Linked DNA regions of Urocitellus parryii: region 2 is linked to region 1. A link is a contact called in public Hi-C data. All regions are on one chromosome and are shown on one strand. The core of a region is the stretch at or near the end of the contact, and the rest is flanking DNA. Distances in the headings are between cores, read along the strand shown.

What was found. A called contact is a pair of places that touch in the nucleus more often than the background predicts.
Region 2: a contact with region 1 is called in a Hi-C map of muscle, with 2.0 times the contacts expected there. The contact joins the promoter of Fam110b here to the promoter of Ubxn2b in region 1. A contact is called at or near these places in 2 of 2 Hi-C or Micro-C datasets (liver and muscle).

Annotation. Positions count from the first base shown.
Region 1 is chr7:71,455,311-71,458,040 of mUroPar1.hap1, forward strand. It overlaps Ubxn2b (UBX domain protein 2B), which reads right to left and starts at 1,400. Exons shown (of 8, transcript XM_026408502.2): 1 at 1,313-1,400. The coding sequence starts at 1,396.
Region 2 is chr7:71,813,243-71,815,972 of mUroPar1.hap1, forward strand. It overlaps Fam110b (family with sequence similarity 110 member B), which reads right to left and starts at 1,383. Exons shown (of 5, transcript XM_026408490.2): 1 at 1,153-1,383.

The DNA.
Region 1 (2,730 bases), core at 150-2,649:
TTAAATGTTATCCTATTTCTCCAAAAAAGTATGAAGGTTTCCAAAAGGTAGAAATGCCTTTTATACTTCTGTACTGTTTAAAAAGGGATATTCCTCAGACCAACTTGATTTAGTAGAATTTACTTATTAGTAAAATAAAGCCAAGCAAAACAACTTATGAAGGGGAGATTCCCAAAACCAAAGCAGGTTAGGAAAACTCCAAGCAACAATGTGATCCTATAACATTTATAGAAAAATGGAAGGGAGGCACAGAAAACTTAATTAGCTACTGCTTGGTCAATCAACCATTAACAGCTTAACTACTTAAGTGGGTACAGGGCCACATGTAACCAATCAAAGCTGAGTTATAGTTAAGTTCTGTATGTTTTGGTCTGTTGGGCCCAATCTAGATGCCCTCCTTAAATTGGCAGCCTCCTACAATTTCATTTAATAACTTTCCACAGTATTCCAGCACAGACTATGGGTTAGATGTCCTATTTATCTCTGCATTTCCCAAAGCTTAGCAGTAAGTTACATGGCAGGTGGTCAGTATGTTTGTTCAAAGAAGTAGAATCAAAATGTGGCTATAAATACAACGTTATGTCAACGGTTGTGGATTCAATAGCATTTATTTTTAATGATAGCTCCTTAGAATTATTTGTTGAGTTTTATCAATGATTTTATAAGAGGGCAGAAAAAAGACAAGCATTAGCCAAGTGGTGCTAGACTCTGATAAACAATAAGATTTGGTGCACTGGTATTTAGCCAACCAAGTCAGTATCCTATAACAATACAAAATTTTTATTTCCTTCCCCCATTTCTAAGTGCACTGTTTTAGAGACCACTCTTCACAATCACCTTATACACGTCTGTAGGATGAATTGCTTTAGTTCACCCTCCCCCCTTCCAAAAAAGGTACTTGATGGAAAGGAACCACTTTTACATTTAAGTCATAAAGTTAGAAAGGGCAACCAAGACAAGAAAAAGCCAGCACCCATTATTACTTTCTAAGTGTCTGCGGATTTATTACCATCCATACTAATTCCTTCTCCCAAGTCTCAGGAAGGAAGCTCGCCCGTTGCCGCAAAATGCCATTGCAAACTAAAGGGGGACGAGGTGCGCCCGGGAGAGACTTGGGCACCTGTTTCCAAATCCACCACGGTGCAATGCACTTCCCTGGAGTAACCCCCAAGCAGGAGTCTCAATTCCATCCCTAGAGAGAGTCGGGAAAGGGCTCAGCCGGTCTAAAGCGGCCTCTGACTCACGCCCGCTCGCGCTGTCACCGGCCCGGCCCCGCCCGCGGCAGCACCCTTGGCTTCAGCAACTCGCGCACCTGTAAGTCCCGCGCGCTCGGGGGCCCTGGCTTAGAAGACCTCCGCTCCTGCTCCTCCGGCTCTGGAACACCACCCTCCGCCATTTTCCGCCGGCTCCCGGCGCCCGCCGCGGACGCGCTTCCTGTGACTTCCGGGGTAGTTGCTTAGCAACTGCGAGAAGGGGCGGAGCCGCGCCGTGAACTCCGGGGGACCGGGCGGAACGCCACGGAGCGCGCTTGCTACGTAGTTCCCGAGCGCTTGCGTCTGGCCCGCACTTTCTCGCCTGTCAGTCTACTTTCCTTAATATTTTTCGGCTTCAGTCTGGAGTTCACGCTGCTAAACGCTTGAAGGCGCTGTAGACTGCCCTAAAGAGCAGCGATGACTTGCCGATTCCTTAATTCAGCAAGGAAAACGTCCTCTGGATGTTTGATCAGGTGAACATTCGACCTCACCTGCCTAGTGGTAGTCAGATTCTCTCCTCCCTGTCAAGGACTGAACAGCACATGGCCTTCACAGCGTGGATTGGCATTGGGCGCAAAGAGCACCCTGAAAATTTACAATCCAACTGGAGACTGTTAATCCTTCTTTATTCAACTGGGATTTATTTAAACATCTGTCATATCCCGAGTACTTTTATGCATTTGCGATATGAAAGCAAAAAGAAATAGTCCCAGTCATTGTGAATCTCACAATCTAATGGGCAAAAGAAAGATGTAAACAGACAATAACATGTAATTTTTGGTAGAGTTTTGAGAAAGTGTTATAGGAGGAACTTGGGGTGGGTTTGAAGGGGGGAATATTCTGTTGGTGTCTACTGTGCGCACTATGCAAATGTTGGAGCTCAGAAAATATATCCGCCAAATATGCTGCTTTGGCGTGTTAATTATTTTTAGTCAAAGGCACAACAGCAGGTGCAAGAAGATCAGTCTGACCTTCCTTTCTCTTTCTGAAAGGAAGAAACAATCCTCTTGTGAAAGATGCCTTCCCTGGAAAGAAGTCTTAACCACTAGAGACAAGGAGTCCAGGCCCAGAGAAGTCTGTACAAACAGACCATATAAAACTAACCCACACCTTCCTAGTTCCTTTTCCAAAACTTCCACTCTTTGTTCAGTCTAGTATATAAACCCAGATGCTTATTCAGGTCTTCATCTTCCTTCATTTTCTTTGGTAGACACCCATGTACATGTAAAATTTTATTTAAAATTTGCACATTTTTCTCCTGTTAAGCTGTTTTATATCAGTTTAATTCATAGGCCCAGCTAGAGAATTTTTTTTCTGCCCCAGAATGTATTCTATATGCAATCTCATCTATCTCTCTGTAAAGTTAGCAATTACTATGTTATACCAAAGAAAACATATGTAATGACTAAATTCACTCTCTACTAAATGGAATACCAGATTCTAAACCTTGCATTTGTTGTTCTGATACTCTTTTTAA
Region 2 (2,730 bases), core at 133-2,632, 360 kb after region 1:
CAAAAATGCTGATTCTACTATCATATTCCTCTTTGCAAAAACAGACCAGTTAGCAGTCCTCACAAGGCCAGCCATGCAATGTTGTCACAGATGTGTGCCAGATTTTGCACAGGACGGAACTTGGCTGTGAGGAAAACCCAGAGTTCGCCTGAATTTCAGGCAGGAAAGAAAGCCTGCTCATTTTTGTTGTGAATCGGAACAACAACCTGAAAGGGTTAAAAATCCGGGCACCAGGTGTTTTCTTTCCACTTTCCAGAGTAATTTAAGCACACAGCAAAGTTATCTCTCATTTCCTTCTTCACCAGCCAGTCTGGAGGGCTGGGGGGGGGGGGGGTAACCTGTCACTGCCGTTTACAGTGTGCGGCTCCTGTTGTAACAAAAGGGGGGGGGGACACCCAGGCTGGGCAGGCGGGCACCCGGGCTTCCCACAGCCTGCACGCGGCTTTGTTGCCAAGTTATGTGCTCCGCTGGGTTATGGGCGCACGAGTGAGCCTAGGAGAATTTAATTCAATTTCCAACCTGCATGCTTTCAAAGAAAGTAGAGACAATTGAGACCACGGGAGGGACAGGAAGGGTAATCAAAAATAAACTTTCAGAGCCTCGGGATCTGCATTTCTTGAAATAACTCCCAGCCAGGGATCAGGACGTACTGATACTCTGAAAGTATTTATTTGGCACGAAAATGGGCCACCAAGCACGGAGTGGGGGGGGGGGTCGAGGGAGGTCCCGTCCCTGAGGACCACTCCCCCAGCAGCAAGCTGCAGGCGGGCGCGCTTTCCTAGCCCACCTCGGTTTCGCAGCGCCGCCAGACTCCACTCGGCCGCTGCCGGGCCCCGGCGCCGTGCCCGGCCTCCTCACCGAGCCCAGGACGAGCAGCCCGGCGCAGAGGGGGCGCCATACGGGCAGTGGCGGAGCGCCTCTCCAGGCGGCCCGGAGCGACACCAGGGTCCACTGGACCATGGAGGCCCCCAGGTCGGGGTAGACCGCCCCACGCACGGCGCGGAGGCACCGGCGCACACCCACTTGGCGCGCGCCGCCCGGCCGCGGAGGCTGGGGCATTGTCCGCAGTCGCCGCGCGGCAGGGGCCGCGGGACCCGAATCCCGGACTCCGACCGGCAGTCCCCCCAGCAGTCACCCACGGCCCAGTCTTACCTCGGCCGCGCTACCGGCCCCGGGAGGTGCGGGCCGAGCTCGGCTCCAGGACCCCGAGAGAGATGAGGAGGGAGAGTCGGGACCCACAAGGGAAGGCGGGCCGAGCGCGAGCTGCTGGGCCGCCGAATTCTAGCCGCCGCCGCCGCCGCCGCCGGGCAACGGGGCGGAGCGGGCTCCGGAGCCGGCCCTGGACTAGCGGCCGCGGAGGGTTAGTCTGGCGACTGCAGCGACCGTTCGCTCTGCACAGAGTGGGAGGGCTCAGGCAGGCTTTGCTGGAGAGCGAGGGAGGGAACTTGGAGCTAGTTGCTGTGGCCCAGAGCGCGTGTCCCTGAGCGAGCGTGCACGCCCCCAGGGCGCTCCGCCCCCGTCCCGCCCCAACCCCACCTGCCTGGTCCCCACCCCCTCCTGTACCCCCACTCCTGTTCCTGTTTCTCCCCGCCCACTTCCATCCAGACTCCTACTTCCCCTATCCCCGATCCCATCCTCCTGGCCAAACCAGCACCTGCCCACCAGCTCCTACCCTGATGAAAGATCCCCTGGATCTGAGCTTGCCGCTCTAGTTCAGACCAGTCACTCCTGGCGACTAGAGCCTGGTTGCAGATGTCATAACTTCATCAGCTAGTCCAGAGACGCTTGATCTTTTTCCTATCTTTCACAGACTCAGATGGGTGTTTTAGTATTAAGTAAATATTTGGAGAAAATAATAAAGAATTTTTAAAAAATCTCAAAGTTGAGGTACTGCCTCTGGAGTGTGGACCAGCTGATGTTTCAAAGTTAAGTCAATGTGAGGGGGGAGGGGCGCATCATATTCATCTCAATGTATTATTGGCTTAAAATATTTAGTTTTTATTATTTGCTTAATAACATGGTTGGTTTTCTCTGGGGGACAGAGTTGTTTTGGGAAAGCTAAACTGACTCACTTAGTTTTGCTTTTGCTCCTGGGAACTCTAAAAGATGAATTCCATGTTCATCAAAATGATTGAATCTGAACAAGGTAAGGATCCACCAAATATGATTTCTTCTCAATAATATTTAGAAAAGATATTTTTTTCACCTTTAGTATATGTGAAATATGGTGACATTCATCTCATTTTTTTCAGAAAAGCCATCTACCTGTATGTACTTAAGTCAAGTGGCTGTTGTTTCATTCCAGTTCAGAAATTAACAGATAAATAAAACTCAGGAAGTAACAAATAAAGAAAACTCTGTATTAAATTTTGGTTATTTACAAGAGTGCCATTTTAAATAGTGATGTGATTCTGAGCTTTATATGGCACTTCCCTTTGTCATACTAATACATTCCTGGTGATCCCAGATTATGTTGTGGTCTCCATTTACTCCAGAAGTTCAAAGTTCATGTCACAGTGGAATGAAGTTATTTTCCATCATTGCCATAGCAAATGTAACCAGCTTTACTCCCTCCAAAGTCGATTATTAAAAGAAACTTCTTTGCCCCAACTCCTTCCTGCTGGGAATTGCTTCCTCCATGGGGTAAGACCAAAACACAAATCTCCCTGCCATTCAGTGGCATGTGACCCAGACCTGCCAATTAAATTATATCACATCCTCTGGATACAG